Linked DNA regions of Mus musculus: region 2 is linked to region 1. A link is a contact called in public Hi-C data. All regions are on one chromosome and are shown on one strand. The core of a region is the stretch at or near the end of the contact, and the rest is flanking DNA. Distances in the headings are between cores, read along the strand shown.

Region 1 (5,906 bases), core at 1,832-4,331:
CCAGAGGTCTTCTTTTGATGCTGAAGGTGGAACCCAGGACCTCAGATGTGGTAAAGGGGTACTGTACCCTGAGCTATACAGCCCAGGCCCTTGTGACATCTGCCAGTGCTCTATAGTCAGATGGGCTCTGAGCCTTTATTAAACAGCAGTGGAGTTCACTGATTAACCTGCTCCCCACTGGCTGCTTGGTCGTGACTGCACTGCCGACCCTACTGTGTGCTTCCGTGTGGCAAAGCATCGGACAGAACTTTTAGAAAAGACTTACTTACCCCCTTTGTGTGTGTGTCCTGTGAGTGTGCTTGGTGCCCTGGGAGGTCGGAAGGCAACATCGGTTCCCTTGAAACTGGAGTTACAGATGGCTGTGGACCGCCATGTAGGTGCTGGGAGGCTAGCCCTCTGCAGCAAAACCACCAACTTAAAGCACCTCTCCAGCCCCCCTGAAAGTACTTTTCATTTTTATAATATAATTTCTGTGCATTGCTGTTTTGCCTGCATGTATGTCTGAGAGCACCAGACATGAGTGAACTGCCGAGTGGGAGCTGAGAATTGAACCCATAAACTGTGGAAGAGCAACAAGTGCTCTTAACCACTCAGCCATCTCTCCAGCCCCTGGAAGTACTTTAAGTACTTTAAAATTTAATACACACAGGTATATATGTATATTAATTTTTTTGTCTGGGAGTGTGCGTGTGCCACGGTGGGCACACTGCTTGATCAGTACACAACTTGTGGGAGTCAGTTCTATCTTGCAGATCCCAGGAAGCAAACTCAGGTCCTACGCCTTAGTAGAAAGCACCTTCACCCGCTGAGCCATCTTGCTGACCTCTGATAGACCTTCTCAGGACTCCTGGTGGACGAGAAGAAGAAATAGGGGCTGAGACTTAAACTATGCTTGGCCAAATATAACAGGGCTGAGCATCCATGTGTGAACAGTGGGAAAACATCCACCATAAAGCACATTACAGATGTACAATACATTCCTGTTCCACTAAATGAGCCCAGCTGGAAGGAGCTTCTGTGGCATGTCCCAGTGTCATTCCGTGTGAGAAGATGACATCTGTGTCGTGGTCTCAGTTGGCAGAAGATAAAACTTGGAGAACTGGCCCACTCTATGGAAAAAAAAAATCCAAGACTGGAAAAGCAGCCAAAAGGTGAGGGCAGAAACCTCAATTGAAATGAGACAAATGCAAGTCAATTATTTGATCCCTAAGAGCAGCGGCACACATAAAGAATCGGGCAAAAGTGGGGGCTGCAGAGATGGCTCAGCGGTTAAGAGCACTGACTGCTCTTCCGAAGGTCCTGAGTTCAAATTCCAGCAACCACACAGTGGCTCACAACCATCCAAATGAGATCTGAGGTGTCTGAAGACAACTACAGTGTACTTACATATAATAAATAAATAAATATTTTTAAAAAAATCAGGCAGAAGTCCAGGCCTCTCACCATGGGCAGGTTCAGTGCGTTTTGTTAGCATGAAGCTGCAGATGCAACCTTCACCTAGAGGAGGGAGAAGAGGGTAATGAGGTTGCACATACCAAGTGCTTTCTGTAAGCAGGTACAGTGCTGTGTCCACGTGCGTGATTCACTATGTCCGTGGTGGTCCTGATCCAAAAAGATACCCAGAGCTGGGGATATGACTCTCTTGGCAGAGAATCTGCTTGGCATTCCTGAGTCCTGGGTTCAAGTCCCAGCATCACATAGAACTGGGGCACTATGCCCTAGGCCTGTAACCTCAGCACTCAAAAACCAGAGACAGAAAGATCAGAAGTTCAATGCCATCCTCAGCCATGTGTTAATTAGAATCCATGGGCCACATGAAATTCTATTAAAAAAAAAAAAAATTCCTAGGCCCTTGGGAGACTGAGACAGACAGATCAGGAGTTGGAGAGCAGCCTGGACTACATAGTAACAATAGACAGTGAGTCTAAAGCCTACAAACACGAGCAAAGCATGTCTATTGCATTGGAAAGGGGAAAGGTTATGGTATGCGCAGTCAGAAGACAAAGGACAATATCAGAAAGGACGGGCTATGCTGGTGACTGAAGCGGCTGGGTGTTCAGTCTTGTTGGTTTTGTGAGGGCAGAGTCTTGTTTTGTAAAACAGGTCTCAAACTAAAGTCATGCGCTACCACACCACTGTGTGCTTACACTTTCCAAAGCCCCTTCGCAGGGGAGGGAAAATGAAGTTAGATTCCATTGGGATGGAGTCACAGTCCAGGCCAAGAAGGAACTGACCACCGCCGCCCTCTTAAGCCCTCCCCCGGGTGGGTGGAGCATCCTCTGAAGCCCTCCCCTGGGTGGGTTAGAAGGAACCGAGCATCCTCTGAAGCCCTCCCCCGGGTGGGTGGAGCATCCTCTGAAGCCCTCCCCTGGGTGGGTTAGAAGGAACCGAGCATCCTCTGAAGCCCTCCCCCGGGTGGGTGGAGCATCCTCTGAAGTCCTCTCCCGGGGTGGGTAGAGCTAGAAAATGCCTGGAACAATAGGGATTCGAGGGTGGATGGAGTGTGGCCTGCCTGGTTCTGCCCTGAAGCAGTTTAGTGGAAGGGTTTGTGCAGTGACCGGAAGGTGTGCTCCAAAGCCTGGAGAAAGTGTCATCAAGATGAAAGAAAGCGCAATACGGTGACACTTGATTGGATCCTAGTTTGGGGAGAAAGAAGCCATTATAAAAAACAGCAGGAGCCAAGCAGAAAGTGGATGACATTAGAAAATGACTGAGGATTTCCTTATGTATGACAGGGAACTTGCCATCTTCCATTCTTTGTCCCTCCCTTCCTCTGCCCCTCCCCCATGCAACCCAGGCTTGCCTTGAACTTGTACCCTTGCCTTGGAGCTCCTGCTTCGCCTGCCTGACACTCATCTTGTGTGCCTTTTTTTCCCCCTTTAAAGATGCATTTACTTTTATTTAGGCATCCTGGGTGGGAAAGCATACGTTGAGTGCAGGTGAATGTGAAGTCCAGAAGTGGGCCTCAGCTCCCCCGGAGCCGGAATTACAGACACTTGAGAGCCACCCGATATGGGCACGAGGGAACTGAACTCTGGTCTTGTAGGAAAACAGTTCGTGCTCTTCACGGTAGAGCCATCTCTCCAGCTCTTTAGCTGTCTGTTTCTGATGGAGACGCCCGTCACTTCCATCCCTGCTGATGTTCTCAGGGGCAACGGCTCACGATGGCTGAAATTTTTAAAGAGGTCAGCAAAAGAAAAGCAAAACTGGAGGTCTACAGAGGGAATGTGGCCAACTCGAGCAGCAGTCTTCGCTCACTTATTTGCTTAGACAAAGACTTCCTAAATACTTCAACTTCCATGCTTGAAACGTTTATAATTAAGAAAAAAAAAATTCAGTTGGGAAAACCAGGCAGTTGCTGGTTATCCCAGCACTGAGGAGGTGGAGGAAGTAGGAAGGTCAGAGGCAAACCTGGGTTATACACAGGCCAAGGTCTTGTCTCAAAGGGAAAATGGGAGAGAAAAGTGAGAGGAGGAGGAGGGTGTTGGTAAACGTGGACTTCCTGGGCATTGATCGTGGTACCGTAGCGCTTCGGACACCAGTCCATGTGACCTCACCCGTCTGCCAGAGGTCAGCAGAGCCCTTCAGCTGGTTCCTGTTCTGTATCTTATTATCAGGCCTGGATGCTTGAGGCTATCATTTTATTTGTTTAGCCACTACCAAGCCAATCTGAGCCCCCCAAAAGATTACACAGGGAGACAGTGAGCATTACTACACACTCCCCCCCCCCCCCCCCCCCGCCCAGTAACTCAGATGTCCTCAGTTCTCAGAAGTAGGTATTTTTAACCATGGTCACACAGCTGGCCTGTGATGGAACAAGAATTTAAATCCAGTGTCTTGGGTCTAGCATCCAATTACAGCTGGATATATATCTTAAATTCCCCTGTATTTTAGAATGTTGACAAGCCCCAGCAAGTAGAAAACGGGCATCTAGAACTCTCACACTGTGAAAAACACTCGGGATTTCTCCCTGGGGTGGAATGACTTGAGAGAAACAATGGCTGTCATTGAGCTCACTGGTGTGCTGCAAGGCAACAGGAGTTTTCTTGACTACGAACATAGGCTAGAATGATGGAGTTCGCCTGATTCGAGCACACCATCCCAGCTGGAGTGACTCGCTTTGAGAAGCCCTGGGTTCCCCAACACTAAGATTAGAGCAGAGGCCTGGCTGCACTCTCGCCTCACAACTGTGGCCAACTCAGAACAAATTCTTGTTTCACCACAGGCACCCTCATCCCTGTTGGGCTCGTGACTGGTCACTTCATACTTTACTGAGGTATAACTTCCACACCATACAACCCACTCGTTAAATGGACAACTGGATATTGTGTAAGTATTAACACAGCCACATTTTCTGAGTGTTTATGGTTTTCCATGTCCTTCTCGCCTCCCGGCTGGCCTGGGGACAGCTGCTTGGTCTTCCATGGAATCCAGAGCAGCGCTGTGTACCGTGTCTGGGGTTCCAGCAAGTCACGTTAACTCTGTCATTGCTTTACACTGTATGTCTATGTAAGTGAGCATGGGCATGCCATGGTACACATGCAAACCAGAGAACTTGCAGGTTTTTTTCTGTCCAGCACATAAGTGTTCTGGGAGGAGTGGCACTCAGGCTGCCTCACCTGCAAACACTCTTCCCAAGTCATCTCACTGGCCCTCCCTTTCTCCTCTCTCTCTCTCTCTCTCTCTCTCTCTCTCTCTCTCTCTCTCTCTCCCCTTTCCTCTTGCTATGCAGCCTAGGTGGCCTGGAACTCTCAGCGGTTCTCCACAGTGCAGGGGTCACTTTATCTTTTTATACTTGAGACGCCTTTGTAATGCAGAAGCCGTTCATGTGCCCCACTGGGGAAGAGGATTCTGACTTCATGGTTACCGCGCTTAATGTTCTCCGCTCTGATGCCTGCTTCACCCTTCTCTTCCAGGCACTCCAGTTTACTGGATCACTCCTAGTACCCAGGCCTTTCCACCTGCAAAGAGCTATAGATTCCCTCCCTTCTTGGAAAGCCCAGAGCTCATTCAGACAGAGCTGTTAGAGGAACTGGGGTGAAGCAGCAGCGCCACCTAGTGGTAATGGGTAAAAAACAAGCTTGCGCTGGCTGTACGTCTAACTGTGTCTCCAGGAAATCCTTTTAGACGGGGCATCCCATGCCACACACTAGAGAAGATGACAACGGTGTGAATGAGAAAAATGAGGGAAGTTCACAGTATGATGCTTCACCAAATCTCCAGAGACTTGGACAGTGAGCTAGAGGGTATGGGATGGAAGACTGGGAGCAGGCAGGCTTCCGGGGGCTAGGCGATGCTGGGCAGTGATTGCTGAAAGACCTTTTTTTAAAAAAAAAAAAAAAAAGGGGGGGGGGGCTGGTGAGATGGCTCAGCGGTTAAGAGCGCCAACTGCTCTTCCAAAGGTCCTGAGTTCAAGTCCCAGCAACCACATGGTGGCTCACAACCATCCGTATGAGATCTGATGCCCTCTTCTGGAGTGTCTGAAGACAGCTACAGTGTAATTACATATAATAAATAAATAAATATTTTTAAAAAATGTGTATGGGTACTTTGTTTGCAAGTATGTCTGTACCGTGTGTATACCTAGTGCCCTCAGAAACCAGAAATGGGTGCCAGGTCCCCTAAGACTGGAGTCAGAGACAGTTGTATGCTGGAAATCAAACTCAAGTCCTTTGGAAAAGCAACCAGTGCTCTAAAATGCTGAGCCATCTCTCCTGCCCTGACATCGTCTTTCCTATAAAAAAAAAGACTCTCAGGCTAGAGGGACCACTCAGTGGTTAATAGCACTGGCTACTCTTCGAGAGGAACCAGGTTCAATTCTCAGAACCCACATGGTAGCTAACAACTATCTGTAACTTCAGTTCCAGGAAATCCTCTGGCCTCTGAAGGTACTAGACATGTATGAC
Region 2 (5,906 bases), core at 2,128-4,627, 600 kb before region 1:
CACCGTGTTCTCTGACATCAAAGTCTCCCATGGAAAACAGACACTCTAGCTCTCTGTCCCTACATCAGCTCAGTTACACCGTGATGCTTCTGTCGCCAACAAGTCATAGCATATCTGATGTCGGCAAATACAAAATGACTAATATTCTTTGCAACTAGAGGCTGGAGAGATGGCTCAGACGTTAAAAGTACGTACAGCTGAGAACCAGAGTTCTATTCCCAGCACCCTAGTTGGATAGCTCACAACCAACTACAACTCTGCAGACACCTCCACTCACATGCACAAACCTACACAGACACACTCACGCACATAAGTAAAGAATAAATCTTTGGCCAGGTGGTGGTGGCACAGGCCTTGAATCCCAGTACTCCAGAGGCAGAGGCAGGTGGATCACTGAGTTTGAAACCAGCCTGGTCTACAGAGTGAGTTCCAGGACAGCCAGGGCTACACAGAGAAACTGTGTCTTGAAAAAAAACCCAAATACATACATACATACATTCATACATTCATACATACATACATACATACATCTTTGAAAGTACTCTTTTACATATGACCAATGTTCGTGAGATGGAAATTATTCTTATTTGACAATGGACTCCATCCTAAAGAAAAGCTAAACTAGGAGGGGAAGGAGCCTGTAAGTGCTGAGCGCCAAAGACAGGGAGGGAACACGACCGTGGTCCTCGGAAGATGGAAGCCCAGTGCAAAGCATCAGGCTCTGAGAAAAGGACATTGGAAATGTGACTCCAGTAGTAGGGGAGTCTGCATCCAGGTGAGGGGCACGTGCCCTACACAGATCCAGAAAGTTCTGGAAGGAGCACCGGGGGAGCACGGGGCATGGCAACAAACAGGTGTAACCCTAAGGGTCAGGAAGCAGAGCAGGAGCAGGCCGGCTCTGTGATGAGACAACCCCTGAGCTGAGGCAGAGGAGTTCCGGGAGGACGTTCCCATTGCCAAAAGAGGGACCACAGGAGAAAAAGCAGCAACTGCCTCCCTAAACCAAAGTAAGCCCCCAAGGAAGGGCAAGGGTCAGGGGTCAGGGGTCAGGGACCAGGGGATGGAAATAAAACACACGTTCTGGGAAAAATGAGAAGAACTGTTGTCAAGTTCATGGTGGCCTGGGAGGAAGACTGGCCTGGCCAGATGCAATGTCAAAACATCCAGTGAGAAGATAAACAGAATCCCACAAAGGCTCCAAACAGCACTTCTTGACCTTGTATGGATCTCTGACCCCTCCCCCCGCCCCCCCGGAAAATATGATAGCAAAGCACAAAGCCTGTTCTTGGAAAAAGGAGTACACAGAGGCCTGCGAGAGTCTTTTATGGTTAAGAATTCCTGTTTCTGCGCACAAGGAATGAGTGGTACTCGGCAGGGAAATTCTAGCTATGTAGTTTGCAAACAATTAAATAAGGAAACAGGTGAGACTGACGGGGCTGAAGGAAGAGTTCCACAGCATTTTCTCATACGTCAGGACGGGGAAAGCTAAGTGCTCTCCTTACAGACCTCAAGTTATGACAAGGAGCTGGCAAAGAAAACCTTAGAACACCTGAGTTCAAAGTGGGATTGAAACACAATCTTAAAGTCTGGGGGTTAGCTCGGGTAGTAAAGAGCCTGCCACACAAGGGTAAGGATCTGAATTCGGATCCTCAGACCCCACATAAAAATTGGCATAGGCTGGTCAATGCCTGTAACCACAGGACTGGGGTGGGGGAAGAGGAGCAGATACAGAAACAAGTAGATTCCTGAAGCTCGTTGGGCAGCCAGCCTTGTCAAATAAATGAGCTTCCAGTTCCCTGAGAGACCCTGTCTCCAAATAAATAGAGGGAGAGGGAGGCGTGGGGGTGGGGGTGGGGCACAACTGGCATCTACCTGTGGTCTCTGTATCCATGTGCACACACATGTGCGCCTGCGCACACACACACACCAGACACACACAGACCTACAGAAAAAACTACAAACACCACATTCATCAACCAATAAATATAGAAAGATAGACGGACAGATTCAATGTTAAAAAGTGGCAAACAGCCAGGCGTGGTGGTACACACTTTTAATCCCAGCACTCGGGAGGCAGAGGCAGGCGGATTTCTGAGTTTGAGGTCAGCCTGGTCTGCAAAGTGAGTTCCAGGACAGCCAGGGCTATACAGAGAAACCCTGTCTTGAAAAAAAAAAAAAAAGAAAAGAAAAGAAAAGAAATCTACTCATGTGCATTATTTCGAGTGAGTTCTCTCTCACCACTTCAGGTTCAAAGCCCATATACACAAGATTCTTTCTATCCAACATAAGGCTGTGGAGCTGAGTTCAGATCCCAGCATCCATATACAAAAGCACCTCCAGCAGCTACCTCTGTGTCCTAGTGAGGAGTAGTGTGGCTGTGATGAAGCACTATGACCAACCGTAAGCTGGGAAGGAAAGTGTCTATGTGGCTCACACTTCCACGTCCTAGTCCATCACCGAAGGAAGTGAGGAACTCAGAGAGGGCAGGGACCTGGAGGCAGGAGCTGATGCAGAAACCATGGAGGGATGCTGCTTACTGGCTTGTTTGTGCATCCTTGCTTGTTCAGCTGCTTTCTTATAGAACCCAGGACCCAGCCCAGAACAGCACCACCCACAATGGGCTGGGCCCATCAATCTCTAATTAAGGAAATGTCCTATAGGCTTGCTCAGTCTTATGGAGACATTTTCTCAGTTGAGGCTCCCTTCTCTCTGATGATGCCAGCGTGTATCAAGTTGACGTAAAACTAGCCAGCATCGTCTGTAATCCCTCTATAGAGGGAGAGAGAAGTGGGTCCCTAGAGCTCACTCTCCAGCTGGTTGTACCAAATCAGTGAACTCCAGGTTCAGTGAGACATCTAGTCTCAATGAATGAATGAATGAATGAATGAAGTAGAAGGCAAGCAAGAAAGCTCATCAGTGAAGAGTGTCCTCTGCTCTTCCACAGGACCTGAGTTCAGTTTCCTGCATCCATATCAGACAGCTCACAACTAAACACAGACACACACACCATACACACAATTAATTAACTAAGCATAAGAAAAAAGTTTTAAACATGACGCAGTCTGCCTTTTTACCTTACAAGCTATGGAACCAAGACAAAGTGGGAACATGATTTAGGAGCCAAACTGGGTCATGCCAGGAATTCATATTTCCACAACAATGTCCTCTCTGTGACCTGCATTGCCAAACGTTGTGATGAAGCTTGCAGGCTAACTAACGGCTGTGCTTCCTTTTAAAATAAACAAGCTCTGCGTTTGTCTAAAGGCTCAAAGATAAGCTAAGTGACTCCTGGAGTTTCTTCCAGCCCAGGCTAAGCACCTCAGACACACACTCGGGCTTCCTGCTGGAAGCACACTGTTGCAATTCCGCCATCTACTGGTAAGAACTGAACATGGCACCCTAGCCATCACCAACATACATTACCTTAAATGACCCAGTAACCAGGGTTTTTGCAGGACGCCAAGCACATGGTGGCACTGTGCTGCTAAACACTGCCTTCGGGTGATTACACGACCCTAGAAATCTAAAAGGTCTCTAGCTCTGACATCTTCAGCTGTCTCAACCCAGTGGCTCTGTTACGGAGAACAAGCTGAGAGTTCTGTTTAAGGGGTGTGTTCATCTATAACAGTGGGGAAAGCATCAGGGAAGGGGCAAGTCTGAGTCGTATCTCAAAGGGTTAGAATAATTTTAATGTTGCTGCCCTACTGATCAGTCAGGCAAGATGCACCCCCACCACAATGGTAGCAAATCGGAGACTGGCTCCACAAGAACAAAAATCACATCTGATACTGTAAAACTGGCCAAAACTGGCTGGGAGATCAGAGCCCTTAGTGAGGAAGGGGCAGCTCTTGTTGTGCTAAGTGGATGTGATATGCTTCTCCTGGCTTTCTCTGCTATTACACAAGCCAGTATTCTGTGCCTAGGGAATGGTACCACTCTCAGTGGCTGGGTCATCACACCTCAATTAATATAATCAAGATAATCCCTCATACACAGACAAGCCCACAGGCCAACCTAATTACATAATTCCCCATTGAGACTACCTTCTCCTGTGATTCTAGATTGTGTCAAGTTGACAATTACCACCAACTCAAAAATATTTGGGCATTTTTGTTGTTGATGATAATGGTGGTGGTGGTGATGATGATGATGGGAACTGAGCCATAGATGGTAGACAAGAGCTGACCAATGAGCTATGTTCCCAGCCATTACTATCACTATTATATCTGAATGTTCTTGAATGGGGACTATAGTTCCCACCTCCTGGGCTGCTGGAAATGGCTGTTATCTTCTCAGCACAGGGACAGTCACACAGTAAGAGTTCAGGACATTGATTGTGGGTTGTTTTGTTTGTTTGTTTGTTTGTTTGTTTATCGCTCTGAAATTTGCATTTGTCCTCAAAGGTGCCAATTTCATGGTCACATCATCTCTAATGACCACTTTCCTCAAATCCTTCCCACAGGTAGCAGAGACTGTGGGCCGGATCAGGAACTCGGTACTGAGTTGGGGAAGAAGGCAGGGGCGTCCTTGGGAGGGGGAATTCTCCAAGCCAGGTTCTGTTCACAGCCTCCGAGTCATTCCCTCTGATAAGGGGACTTTCCAGAAAGCTGCACTTCCGACCTGGAGCAGACTGCTCCATGGAACCCTGAACGGAGGTGGCTGAGACGGGCCTTTAGGGTCTTCCTCACAGCAACTGCCCTGTGTCCCATCACTTCCCATCAACCCATAGCAGGGCCAGAGCCTTCCTTAAGTCATCCCCATTGAGGTAAAAGGACAGGAATCTCTTCCATCTTCATGACGGTCCCCAACACAACAAAGGAAACATACTGACCATGGCAGTTCCCACAGAGTAGGAAAAGCTCCAGAGCCTTTTCATCAGTGGACAAGATGGCCAAGAAGCACCAAGCACCTCAGCTCATCAGAACAGCTCCCACATGGGGAGACAGTATACAAGGGACTTCAGTGCCTGAGGGTGTGTGCAGGATAGCAATGACACCAGCCCTGGACCTCAGTGGAAGGAGACCAGTGAATGCACTTCCGTTTTTGTTTGAGTGTGGTTTGGCTGGTGGGTTGGCTATTGTTTTGCTGTTGTTGTTTTGTTAGAGGTTTTATAGATGTATCTAATTTTTCCCCTTTGATTTTGTTTATGAAACAAGATCTTTCTATGTAGCCCTGGCTATTCTGGAACTCACTACGTAGTGAGTCTGGTCTGTTTTTCAGGTACCAGGGGCACCATGCTCAGAGGAAGCACCTCATGTGCCCACATCAAGAAACCAGGACCAAAAGCAAAAAATAAAAAATAAAAATAAAAACCATGCTCCCATGCTCTATTGGGACAACACGGTGGCGTGTTCCTCAGCTATAAAAGGTTGGCAATTTAGACACAAACTACAACATGGATGACACGGGATGGATAGGACAATCGCTGCATGAGCTCATTTATCTAGAGTAGTCAAAGTCACATACACAAAACACAGAGTGCTGATTGACTGGGGTGTGGGTGGCACCAATAAGTACTTCCCGGGAAAGGACCCAGAGCCCATTGCATGCTGGGCAAGTGCTCTACCATTGAGAGACATCTCCACTTCATGTAAATAGTCTTTCTTTTCCCCCTTTTAAGATGGTGCGTGTGCGTGTACGTGTGCGTGTGCGTGTGTGTGTGTGTGTGTGTGTAACATGTGCATGAAGGTGTCCTCAGAGGCCAAGATGGCGTTGGACTCCCTGAAGCTAGAGATACAAGTGCATATGAACCCCTGGACATGGGTGCTGGGAGCCAAATTCAGGGTCCTCTGTAAGAGTAGCAAGCACTCTTGACCCATGAGTCATCTCTCCAGCTCTACAATGTGACTGTCCTTAACACTGTTGATTGTAAAATTGCTTATTGCGCTAAAGTCTGTATTCTAGGT

The links. A called contact is a pair of places that touch in the nucleus more often than the background predicts.
Region 2: a Hi-C map of the N1E-115 cell line shows a contact between it and region 1, with 7 times the contacts expected there. The contact joins two enhancer-like sites.

Annotation. Positions count from the first base shown.
Region 1 is chr11:103,986,751-103,992,656 of GRCm38.p6, reverse strand. No RefSeq gene overlaps it. Among named protein-coding and RNA genes, the nearest start is that of Arf2, 23 kb to the right of the region's middle. Within about 2 kb of position 3,081, at least 27 of the 459 cell types and tissues checked have an H3K27ac peak or open chromatin away from gene starts, as enhancers often do. A contact at or near this core is called in the N1E-115 cell line, where this site is marked.
Region 2 is chr11:104,587,777-104,593,682 of GRCm38.p6, reverse strand. No RefSeq gene overlaps it. Among named protein-coding and RNA genes, the nearest start is that of Myl4, 13 kb to the right of the region's middle. Within about 2 kb of position 3,377, at least 18 of the 459 cell types and tissues checked have an H3K27ac peak or open chromatin away from gene starts, as enhancers often do. A contact at or near this core is called in the N1E-115 cell line, where this site is marked.